3 separate regions of the Mus musculus genome follow, and all the other regions are linked to region 2. A link is a contact called in public HiChIP or PLAC-seq and promoter capture Hi-C data. All regions are on one chromosome and are shown on one strand. Each heading gives the region's core, a stretch centred on a gene start, on an enhancer-like site or on the middle of the called end of the contact. The rest is flanking DNA. Distances are from core to core; before and after follow the strand shown. Region 1 has its middle 26 kb from the start of Pdcd1. Region 2 holds the start of D2hgdh (D-2-hydroxyglutarate dehydrogenase). Region 3 holds the start of Pdcd1 (programmed cell death 1).

The links. HiChIP or PLAC-seq counts read pairs in DNA pulled down with a chosen protein or histone mark. Capture Hi-C pulls out chosen DNA fragments and counts their contacts.
Region 1: an H3K27ac HiChIP or PLAC-seq map of the HPC-7 cell line shows a contact between it and region 2, with 14 times the contacts expected there. The contact joins the enhancer-like site here to the promoter of D2hgdh in region 2. A contact is called at or near these places in 7 of 39 promoter capture datasets (the C10 cell line, the HPC-7 cell line, Sertoli cells and 2 more), 5 of 15 datasets of contacts at CTCF or cohesin (the G1E-ER4 cell line, embryonic stem cells, large pre-B cells and 1 more), 17 of 484 Hi-C or Micro-C datasets (the G1E-ER4 cell line, LSK cells, cerebral cortex and 6 more), 21 of 115 datasets of contacts at active chromatin or transcription factors (DN3 thymocytes, the HPC-7 cell line, bone marrow-derived dendritic cells and 12 more) and 3 of 9 other capture datasets (adipose tissue, embryonic stem cells and liver).
Region 3: a contact with region 2 is called in a promoter capture Hi-C map of liver. The contact joins the promoter of Pdcd1 here to the promoter of D2hgdh in region 2. A contact is called at or near these places in 5 of 39 promoter capture datasets (the C10 cell line, embryonic stem cells, hippocampal neurons and 1 more), 1 of 115 datasets of contacts at active chromatin or transcription factors (double positive thymocytes) and 2 of 9 other capture datasets (adipose tissue and liver).

What each region holds. Positions count from the first base shown.
Region 1 is chr1:94,077,059-94,080,921 of GRCm38.p6, reverse strand. No RefSeq gene overlaps it. Among named protein-coding and RNA genes, the nearest start is that of Pdcd1, 26 kb to the right of the region's middle. Within about 2 kb of position 2,346, at least 39 of the 459 cell types and tissues checked have an H3K27ac peak or open chromatin away from gene starts, as enhancers often do. A contact at or near this core is called in the G1E-ER4 cell line, the HPC-7 cell line, bone marrow-derived dendritic cells and 2 more, where this site is marked.
Region 2 is chr1:93,822,257-93,826,516 of GRCm38.p6, reverse strand. It overlaps D2hgdh (D-2-hydroxyglutarate dehydrogenase), which reads right to left and starts at 1,277. Exons shown (of 10, transcript NM_178882.4): 1 at 1,198-1,277; 2 at 1-232. The coding sequence starts at 210.
Region 3 is chr1:94,050,080-94,054,000 of GRCm38.p6, reverse strand. It overlaps Pdcd1 (programmed cell death 1), which reads left to right and starts at 1,448. Exons shown (of 5, transcript NM_008798.2): 1 at 1,448-1,586. The coding sequence starts at 1,511.

The sequences.
Region 1 (3,863 bases), core at 1,097-3,596, 250 kb before region 2:
TTGAACTACAATGCCCAGCTGTCTTCCGTAGGGTTTGGACAATTCCTGGAGCAAGTGAAAGCCTAAAGGTGCCTGTGGTCGCCGGGAAGCTAACTATAACAATAAGGAACTGGAGAGTGCAGGGAACAAGACCAGCTGGGTTCAGTCCTCGCCTGTGCCCCTGGTCACACGACGCTGGCCGAGAGCACAAACAGGATCCGAGGCGTAAGCTAGGGCTTGAAACCGTCCTGGTTTCTAGCACAGAATTACTGCGGAGTCCAGAGTCGCGAGATGCCAGAGGCCACACTGCCCAATGCCGGTGGTGACTACATTGAAGCCTCCTTGAGGCTGTGAACACATAAACACCGTAAAATCCTGAATATACTAGGGTGCACAGGCTCCTCAGTTAGGGAGAATGGGCTACATTACCCAGAATGCATGCGCGCGTCAGGCTAGGTGAAAACCAGAGTATTCAAGCCTGTCACCTAGCCCTAACCATTTCGCTCCTCTGGGCGACACTTATGTAAACAGACTCATCTGACCCTCACAAAAATCCTCCTGCATCAACCTTCAGATAGCTGAGATTACAGCTGTGCTCTTCATGGGTAACTGTGGCAGTTTTACAAAGTAGCGGAGTCCCTGGACATAGCTCTTGCCTTTGCCTGTGCTCAGGTGTTAGCGCTTTTCCTGTTGACTGAGAACTTGAGCATAGCAGTTTGTACTCTACCTGATTAGCTATGTCCTGGAAGAGGGGTTTCTGCACTACTCCATTTCGGTGTTCTGAGTTGCTCGGGCGTTCAAAGAGGGACACTTAAGAATGAATTAAGGGCTCCTGGCAGCAAGGAGATCAGCCTCTGTGGACTAGATCTCAAACAGCAGAGCAAAGGCATTATTTATTCATTGTTACACTAAAGCTGTTCTTTGAGTAAAACAAGTTCCTCATACCCAAAGCCCCTGCTCTAATGTTTTGGAAGGAAAACATCGCGCTGCTACAACTTTAGTCCTTATTGGTACAGTATCTAATAATGCAAGATGCTCTAGGTGTGCCAGGATTGTCTTGTGGCCAAAATCATGCAAAGGCTGTAAAGATCCTTCAAAGAAAAAAAAAAACCCAACTCTATAAATAATCATAGAAAACAACCACTGTTTTGCACAAAGATTTCTTAAAGGTCTAAGTCCTTCTAGGAAACCATTGATTCTGTTTACACTACATACAGTGATTCTCCTAAAAATTCCACTATAGTTCCAGCGTAAACACCCTGGAAATAAGTTTCTACACCTTTCCTGCTTAGGTGCACCACTAAACACAGGTTTATACACTATTCATAAATAGTCATAGCGTTGGGCAGTGTTGACTAGAGATTTTCTTTATGACCTTTGAAACCCTAACCCTAACCTTAACTCAAGATCCAACCTACACAGAAACCCTAAATACTAGCATTAACTCTCCTAAGCATCTATCCCTAACACTAAACACAAATCTACCTAACCCTAACCCTCTAATACAAACCATAACCCCAATCCTAACCTTTTAAACCATAGCCCAAAGGTTACCTCAGCCCTCTAAAAAGCATAACCCTAACCTGGGACTCTGAGAGTCCCCGCTTTTTCCGTGTTCTGCCACTAGGTGGGAGCCTCTACAAGCCATTGCTCGCTCTGTTTGGTTAGTCTTTTCGTCTCTGGAGAGTCTGCCGGTTTCTCCGGTTTCTGCCACTGGGTGGCACCGTCTGTACGCTGTGTGTCTTGATTTGTGTTTTTAAAATGTAAAAGTTAATTTAAAAAAAAAAAAAAAAAGGCTCCTTTCCTCTCCTGGACCAGAAATTTCCAGTCATATCAAATCCCAAATAGGCTCCTGAAGTCTCACACACACCCCACCCCCACCCCTGCCACCCAGGCCCCAATAGCCACCTTCACCTGGGCAATGCTTCAGGGACTGTCCATGGACCATAGTTCAAACATATAATGAAGTGTCTGAGAGATACCACTGAGCCTTACAAAGAGAGCAGACATTACTAGACAACTCTAAATCGCCCACTGATATAATCCTCCCACACCCAAACATTAAGGGTTTGTCTTTAAAACACTGTACCCTTGAGCTTGAACACCCAGAGACTTTTCAGATGCATAAGTCCATTCTTTCCTGGTCTGGCCATCAATACAAAAGGACTCATGCATTTTAATTGGCTTAATTGGCATGGTTATCATTAACTAGCTCACATGAATTATTTCTCTATCAATATTCACCCTAGGAACTCCTGAGAGACCAGAGCTTTTGGGTCCAGACTCCATCTTAGAGAACTTGACTTATAGTTGAACTCGAGTTAGCTAACAAGCCTGCAACTAGCAAGAGCTTCTAGGTTACTTCCCAACAAATCTACTCCTCCAGGGTACAAGCCTTCCCCTGGCTAACAACCACCAGTCAGGAGAAAAACAGAAGTTAAGCTTGTGGTTTGGCTCCCAGCCCCAGCCAATTATGTTAAAGGCCATAAAGCTCCCCTCGCCCCATCAATCAAATGTGTCCCAGGCTAGGAACCTTCTTGCTTGTTTGCTTGCCTCTATAAAATGCTTACCTAAAACTAGGCTCAAGGCTCCACCTTCCTGTCCTGCTTGAGTAAAAGACCCTAGTGCGATTGCATCAGAGTCGACTCCTTGGTGGTCTTTTGGGGTTTGAGAACAGGTACACCAACAGCTCAAAACAAATCTAGCCACGTTTGCTTCCAGGTGACCCAGATAGACTCTACCGTCTATTTACTCACCCACCTCCTCCATGCATTTTGGCATGGTGTGAACACAATTCCCATGACAGTCTAGATCACTACTACAGTCTGCCAAGTCTCTTTTCATAAAACAAACAAAAACAAAAAAAACAAAACAAAAAAATCCCTCCTGGGGCTCAGCAAAGCCACTAAGTCCCATACCCATCTGGAGGTCCCTATTAGATCAGCTTTCTCCTTAATTCTCCTGTGAGCATAGTTCTGTCTAGCCCAGAGAACTACAGTCTATGCATAGCTTCTCTTGCTCCTGGTTCCCTCCGTAGCACCTGTCCTATGTTGTTTTCAGTTCATGGACATCTACAGGGACTTCAGACAGAGATAACCAAGTGTTCCTAAGGGCTTTGAGAAGCCAGTCTATTAGGACCGGATTTCTCTCCCAGCCTCTTGGGTTTCGAAGCCTTTGCCTTAAGATGAGATGGGAAGTTACACTGCTATTTCCCTCTCTTCACAGCAGTAAGATGGGTCCCATCTGCTCTCATGTCCCACACCCTCACAAGGCAGGCTGCAACAGGCTCTTCCATTGCTTGTTTTAAAGCCTTTCCCAGTTCCAGAAGTTCAGGCACTGAACATTCTCTGATCATCCTCGTTTTTTCATATAGGGCCATTGTTCATACTCACATCCACACACTGGATGCAGGTGCTGGATGTGAGTATTAACAATGGTCCTATACGAAAAAACGAGGATGATCAGGGAATGTCTTCTATCAATAGCCAGGACCATGCACTCACTACTCCAAACTTACCTTGGGTTCTCTTATGTTTCTGTTCAGATGCCAATTATGTTGTGACAAGCTTTTTCTGGAGAGATGCTATACACACACGTGATGGCTATTCTCTGTTGTTAACTTGACTATATTTAGAATGAACTACAATTCAGAAACAGAGGGCACACCTATGATCCGGATCTTGCTGATGCAAGACACTGTGACTCTAGAGAACTCTAACTAATATACATGTCTACTAACATGTCTCATAATCTGAAGGTCATGAGTTTGATCCTCACACGGGGTCCCAGTTTGTCGACTCTCTGCTGGCAGGTTCAGGCGAGAGGAGAGAACCGGGTCCAGTAGAGTCTCTCTGGGGCTGAGCAGGATGGTAAGGCTCAAAACA
Region 2 (4,260 bases), core at 28-2,527:
CCGTTGCACCGGATATCGCTCAGGGGTCAGCGTCACCTCTGGGCCGCCAGCTACCACGGAGTATGCTCTGTGAGCCAAGGGGCTGTACACACCCCGAGGGCAACCCAGCCGCTTCAACCCCACACAAGCTCTCTGGGTGTAGGTCCTCCTCCATCCTGGAGATGCCCAGAGGACCCTTGCAGACCATCTGGACACCAGAGGGAGCACCATTGTTCCTGCTCTTGAGAGGGGGCTGGGAGGGGGGGGGGGAGAGAGATTGAATTTGCGATTCGTAAGCAATGAAGCAATGAGAAAGCCCCACAATAACCTCTGCACCCCATCTGAAGTCACCTACACAAAGCCGCCTACAGCGGCTGTTCTCAACCTGTGGGTCGCGACCCCTTGGGAGAGTCACATATCAGACATAATGCACATCAGATTTTTTACATTGTGCTTCATAACAGTAACAAAATTAGTTATGAAGTAACATTGAAAACGTTTTATGGTTGGGGTTCACGGAAACACGAGGGTCCCAGTGGTCAAGGAACGTTGAGACTCGCTGGCCTAGAGAACAGGGCGGCTTGGGGCTGCAGGATGCAGAGGACTGGAGTCTTAGGAGGGTTCGGTTCTTAATGTTTCGCCCTGCAGTATTACAGTCCCGAGACTCCACTGAGTGAATACCTATGGGCGGTGCTGGCTCTCCAGGGCATTCATTGTATTTTAACTTTTGCAAGAAAAAGGAAGGTATCCCGGAATTGTGCACCCAAACACAATTGAAAGGAGAATTTTACATTTTACGTAATACTCTGCCACCAGTTTTACAAAACCTGGGTACATCAACAAAAAATGGCTTAAAAGAGGGAAGGGAAGGAAACCGGCCCGCACACTGGTAGCTATCCAGAAGAGGCCGCCTTCCAACTGAAGGCTCGCTCTATTTGGCTGCTGCTTCCGCCTTACCTGAGACGAAAAAACACAACACGACATGCGCAGAGCATGCGCATGCGCCATGTGTTGTGACGTCAAGGAGGACCAACTATTTGCACTCCCAGCCCACACGGCCCGTGGGTGTAAGTGAGAAGCGATGCGACTAGGTTCGCCCTGCCGGCAATCCCAACTCACACCTGACCTGTGCAATCACTTGACAGGCCACAGCCCGGACTGCACAGACTCAGACACCAGCACCCTCCACCCAGGAACTACAGCTAGCCCACTACGCACCCTAGCTTCCGTCCGAGTGCAAAGACCGAGTCCGCACCCGCACCCTGCTTCCCACCCCTGCAGAACCGTAGGCCTGAACTAGAGGGGTGGAGCGAGAGACTGCGCATGTGTGTCAGCCCGCCCTTCCTACCTCACTCCACCCTGCTGAGTGTGCCCCGCCCTTCCCAGACCTTCGGCCTTGTTTATGTTCCTGCTGACCCAACCTGAGTGCCCCCCAGGTCCCAAAGTGGCGAGTATCCTGCTTTGACCAAAATCCGACTCCACGCACTTTTCCCAACTGGCCTCATTGTGGTCCACCCGACTAGCCCCAAAAGATAAGCGGTCACATCTTCAGTTCACTGTGGCTTTTTCCGCAGGGGCCACTGTCACCCTTAGAAGCTCCTCTCTTCCCCAGGCATTTCTGTCTCCCTCGATCTCCTTCTATCGATCCTACGAATCTCTGCCCTCTTCCTCTCTTCCCCGGGCTTCCCGTCTCACCTAGAGTCACTGGTCCATCAGCAGACACGACTCTGCCCAACCCTCAAAGAAACAACAAAAGCCCGAGGCTTAACCATAGGGATCACAAAGGCCAGCCCAGCTCTACAGAGCATCCCTGACCTCCTGGGGCCAGGCCCAGCCACCCAGTCCTCAAGCAGGTACGCAGTAACTTTTAGCAAATCCAAGGCACAGAGCTGCAGCCCAGCAGTAGTTTTCCTGGGCTGAGTCTGAATTATACTGTCTCCCTTCAACTCCCAGCCCTAGGTAACAGGTAATTGCTATTTCTTGCAATTATTCTGTTACTTCAGCATCCCCCAGCTATATTCAGCTATAAATAACCCCAGTAGTTTCCATTTTGCTGGCTGGACAGACCTGGTATCTGAAACAGGGTTCATCTCCCAGTTTCCTGGGGCAGCTCCAGAAACTGTCACTTCTCCCAACTTAACCACTTCCGTTTCCCATCGAGGAACAAGCCTGGAAGTACCTTCTTTAAGATGTTAAGATAATTACTTTAGATCTCTGTACCAGGGAAGAGCAGGAGGCTCCTGAAGCTGAGGCAAGAACAGAGAGGTATAGTGGTGCCAACTAAAAGCCAAGGCACTGTGGTAGTCCTTGCAAACTGGATATAAGAATATGCTGGGTGGTGGTGGTGCATGCCTTTAATCGCAGCACTTGGGAGGCAGAGGCTGGCAGATCTCTCTGAGTTCAAGGCCAGCCTGGTCTACAGAGCAAGTTCCAGGACAGCCAGAACTACACAGATAAACCAAAAAGAAAAGAGAATGCAGCATTTAGGGATCAACAGCTACACAGTGTGTGCTGGGAGGGATCAAGGTACAGCTGTACCTCCAGAAGAGCAATTCCCTCAGGTCTGCTCACCCTCCCAGGTTTATCAGACAGGGGCATTGGGACATGGTTAACACATACTAGTTGAAAGGACATTCCAGAGGCTTCTACTGGGCTGTTTCTACCAAGTTGGCCCATACTCCATAGGCCACTGAGGGTATTTAGAAGTTATCAAGACTGTCAATGTACTGGACAGTTCTGTTAACTTGACACAAGCTAGAGTTATCTGAAAGGAAGGAATCTTAGTTGAGAAAATACCTCCAATACGACCCTCCCTTTAAAAAATAAAAAATGGCATTTTTGGGCTGGAGAGATGGTCCAGTGGTTAAGACTGCTCTTCCAGAGGTCCTGAGTTCAATTCCCAGTAACTCACAACCATCTGTAATGAGATCTGATGCCCTCTTCTGGTGTGTCTGAAGACAGTAACGGTGTACTCACATACATAAAATAAATCCTTTAAAAAAAAAAAAAGGCATTTTCTTAGTGATTGATAGGAGAGGGCCCAGCCCACTGTGGGTGGGGCCTTCTCTGGGCTAATGGTCCTGAATTCTATATGAAAGCAGGCTGAGCCAAGCCATGAACTCAAGCCAGTAAACAGCACCTCTCTATGGTCTCTGCATCAGCTCCTGCCTCCAGGATCCTGCCCTATTTGAGTTTCTGTCCTAACGTTCTTTGGTGATGAACAGTAATGTGGCACTGTGAGTGTCTCCAAGGTCATGGTGTTTTATCACAGCATTAGTAACCCTTAGACAATCAGTTACAGGCTCAGGAAAGACACCTACGTATTTGGTCCTTTTAAACACCCAGTACCCGATCACCAAAGCCAGCAGTATCTTGGACCCTTCCCCTAAAACCACAGCCTCTGACAAAGTGTTTCCCATGATGGATGCAAAGCTCGGTCTCATGCTGACCATGTTAACTCAGCACTGGCCAAGTAAATATCCAAGATGCCTCAGTAATGGATATGCCCAGATTCGCATGTGGAAGCCCTAGCCCCTAACCTGACTGGGGGCAGAGTCTACATGTCTGTAATTAAGGGTAAGCAGGGGCTTATGGCTGGGACCTTCAGGATCAGTTTTAAAGAAATCCTGGGGACTGGGGTGTAACTCAGTTGGTAGAGCACTTGCCTTGCATGCTCAGAGTCCTGTATCTCACTACACTGGCCAGCCTGGCTTGCAACTAGCTATGTAGACTAGGCTACCTACAGCTCAGGGAACAACCTGTCTGACTTCCCAGGTGTTGGGATTTCAGGCCAGAATTCCAAGATAGTCAAGGCTACAAAATGAGATAAATACCAGAGAATTCCCTTTCTACCCAGCGCCACACATACTGTCACATGGGCACAGTGAGAAGGCAGCAGCCTACATAGCCCTTAGCAGATATCAACCTTGCTTACACCTTGATTTCAAACCTTCAGAACTGTGGGAAATAAATTCTGCTAAGCGCCAGTCTGGGGCCTTTTTGTGTATGTGTGTGGAAACTGCCCAACCAGACTAGGATGTTCTCAGAGGGATGCTAACGTTCTCAAGAATTCCCCAGGTCTAGGTCCCCACACCAGGGGACCCAGTACTTTCCTTCACATTGCTGAGGATGAATCTAGGGCCTTGCACATGCCAGGCAAGTGTTCTACCACTGAGACACATCCCAGCCCCTCAATACTACTTTATAAAGCAGCCCCTGGTACTCCCATTCATGCACACATCTTCCCTGGGAGTCTGGAAATACAGCACTGGCCGCTGACCT
Region 3 (3,921 bases), core at 199-2,698, 230 kb before region 2:
GAGTCCCATAGGAAGATTCTAGATAGAACATCAGAGCAAGGCAGGGTGGAATCTGTCCAGAATTCACAATAGGCTCATAGCCAGTATCTAATCACCTAGCCTTGACAGGGGTCTTGCTACCCTGAGCATGCCAGAAAGACATAAAGGTATAAAGGAGGCTCTGTAACAGCCAGGCGTGGGGAGGGGATCCCCCTAGCTTCTGCCCACAGGCCCCATGCTGAGACTGGAGGCGGCCAGTCTGTGCCTCACACTCTTTTTCCATTTCTGTGCTGTTCAAAGTAATGTTTCCTTCCCCACCAAGCTAGTGCCTCTGAACCTGGGTGGCTGAGGCAGTTGCCAGATGGTTTCCAGGCGGGCTGCCTATTTTAGGGTGGTGAGACCCACACATCTCATTGCTAATATTAGCAGTTTCGTTTTCCCTTTTTTTCCCATTCACTGTGGCGAAACACAGAGAGCAGAATGATTAAATCATCAGAATGCCCCAGAAATGACTAGCCAGCCAGGTACTATGCATGCACACAAGTCGGCCCACCCCACCTAATCCCAGAGAGACAAGCAGGAGGTGAGGTGGGCCTCCACCTCCTAGGGACTGAGGAAAGTTGACTGGGAAAGACCTAGAAATTGAGTCTACCCCAGCCTGGTGTTAGGTTTTTCTCAGGGGAAGAGAAAGATGCAGGGCAGCAGAGCTAGCAAACCTAAGACAACTATAGAAGCAGAGAAAACAGTGAGATCCGGGCAGCAGATCCAGCATCTTGAAAGGAAGAAAAGCCTTAAGAGAAAGCAAGACCAGGCCCAGGGTCTTTCTGAACCTACAGGGGTGTCTGGAGAGGAAAGGCATCGTCTCGGGTCCTAGGAAATGTTCACTATAGCCCTTCGAGGCCTCCTCTGACCCATCAAACGGGAGCATGTGGGATAGCTGGGCTCTTGCTCCTCAGTAGTAAAGGACTAAGGCATAGCTCAGGGCATTCAAGGCCACGCATGGCAGACAAGGTAGGGGAGGGTCCAGCTTGCCCTCGCTGCGGCCATAGGTACCAAAGCCAGGCCTCGACACCCACCCTCCAAAGGGACAAGAGTCTGGCCCTAGTTTCAGTCTCTCTCAGCCCTGGGAGCTAAGGCTCGATCGGGGTACCAGGAATGGAAAAGACCAAACCTACCCACAAGAGGGGCTAGAAATGGAGAGGACCCCATAGCAGGACAAGAGGCAAGGACAGCTAGTCAGAGAGAACCCCCCCTCTCTGCTCCCCAATCTCTCACTAGTCCCTTACCTGCTCCTCCCAGGCATCGTTCCCTCCCACTCCCCTCCCCCTTCCATGCCCCTCCCCCACCTCTAGTTGCCTGTTCTCCCACCCTTGTGGAGGTGGAGGAAGAGGGGGCGGGAGCCAAGAACAGGTCTCCTCCCTCCAACATGACCTGGGACAGTTTCCTTTCCGCTACAGACAACTCTGCCTGAGCAGCGGGGAGGAGGAAGAGGAGACTGCTACTGAAGGCGACACTGCCAGGGGCTCTGGGCATGTGGGTCCGGCAGGTACCCTGGTCATTCACTTGGGCTGTGCTGCAGTTGAGCTGGCAATCAGGGTGGCTTCTAGGTATGTGGCTCCTAGGGATGTGGGATCAATTGGGGTTGGTGGCTGGGGCAGGGCTTGAAGAAACGTTCACCCTCGGTTCCTATTACTGGAGGGGAGGAACACCTGTGTCCCTGGTTACACGGATTGGCTCCTGGTTACACAGATTGGCTTTAGGTGGGTTTTACAGGTGAAATGCCCCCTGGGGCTCAAAATCCACCCCCTCCTTGCTTTTAGACAGACAGAACATTTATCTAACGTCAGTTGATCTTCTGTGTCCCTCTCTGTGAAGCGATGGTAGGTCTGAACAGAGCTCTGACCTCAGCCACTGCTTCAGGATTCTGGCAGGCCCTGGTATCCTTGGCCTTTCTCTATGTTTTTCTATGGTTGGGGACATCCCTACATGGAGCCTGCCCTACACACTGTATAGATGACTGAAGATCCAAGAGTATAATCAGCTGTCTACCCTCATGGACAAGCTTCCCGTGCTAGCATTTCTGGGGGACTCCCGAGTTCATATCCCTGGCCTCATAGCATCCTGGGGGTGGGGGGTGTGTGAAACGGAGAGGTCCAGGAATCCTGCTCAAATTCCTCACAGTGAAAACACAGCTCCCTGTACTCCTTACTCCTCACTACCCTGTACCCCTTGGCCCCTGCCCACCCTCTGGACTGAGCCAACCTTCACTGAGAACCTGGTCCTGGGACCAGAGGGAACTTTGTTTCTCCTGGATGTCAACAAACTCCTAGGTCAGAGCTACACCTGCGGCGCATGGAATTGTGGCCTAGACAAGCTTATACTCTTGTGCTGCCTTAACATCTTTGACCTGCAATGATGTTCCTTTGCTCATATGACGTCCCAGTCACCTTCACCCCAGCCTCTTCACTACCGTGAAAACAGGATGGGACTGGGAGCTGGGTGCTGGGTGCTTACCACCACAGGCCCTCTCCTGGGTTGCAGGCTAAGGCTGGTTGGGAAGCCAGGGACATTTTCCCTCCACGTACCCTCTTAAGATAGCCCATGGTTTGCTGTCAAGACTGGATGGAGGAAACAGACCTGAACATGGTAGATGGTCTGAGGCCCTAGGGTGAAAGATGTCCCTTGGGGAAACCTTGTCAGGAAACCCACGGAGCAAAGTCGGAAGGATTATGTGTCATTGGAGAGAAGCAACTGAGACAGAAAGGGGACTATGACTCACTCTGGTGACCTGGCACACTGGGCATGTCCGCAAATGAAGCTTTGATGAGACAATATGGAGATACAGATGTATTTATGCAGGCCTACTGTAGATTGTCTCTGACAAATGTCTCAAAGTGGCATGCCTCCTTCACGACCTGAATAGCTCAACGTGGGACACCTCACAGGCCAGTGCCATTTGGCAGCCGTGGACCTTTAGTCTAGTGCATTTCTTCCCTCCTGATTGGCCGCCCTTCTTTCTCTCTGTTAGTCCCACAGACAGTCCCTCTCATGCTGACTGTTTTAAAAGTCTCCCAACCTCAACAGCGGCTGTCTAGTGTCTAAGATGAGCAAAATTCAGGCTCAGAAATGGATCATCTCATACTCAGACTAAAGACAGCCATAGTGGATCGTGCCCATCAAAGTTCAAGACCAGTCTGGGCTGCCTTATAGGAAGAAAAAAAAAAAAAAAAAAAAAGTTAGTCCATAAAACCATTGGTGAGCATGGTGATCTTGGGCTTGTCTAATGTTCAGACAGCCCTGATTCAGAGTTTATGGGTACATTTTTCCCAGTTGTGTCTAAGGAACACTATCAACATGTGTGCTGGACCTCTGGCTCTTACAGCCTGATCACACACTCTTCTGTGATTTTTCCCTGAGCTTAGGGGTTCCATTCCAAATATACCAGTCAGTCTCTTTAGCATTTTCTCATTCACATTTTTTCCTTTTGTTCTTTTGTTGTTGGGGGGCTTGATTGTTTTGTTTTGTTTTGTACCTTATGGTGTATGGCCTGTGTGTATGTGCATCATGTGTGTGTCTGATGTCTGTAGAGGCCACAAAAAAGCATTGGCTTCCCTGGAACTAGAGTAATAAATATATGGTTGTGAGGTGCCGTGTGGGTGCTGGAAATTGAATCTGGGTCCTCTGGAAGATCAGCCAGAGCTCATAACTGCTGAGGTATTTTTCTAGCCTATAACTTGGTGGAAACAAGTATTGCCTTGGCCATGAGATTTACTCAGACCATCTGTCAAAACTGCCAAACATATCCTCAGACACATTTCTTAAAGTCAGATTTGCTTTTTTGTAATTTATACCTTTGAAAAATATATATCATGTACATATATGTGTATACACACCTGTGTGTGTGTGTGTGTGTGTGTGTGTGTGTGTATATATATATATATA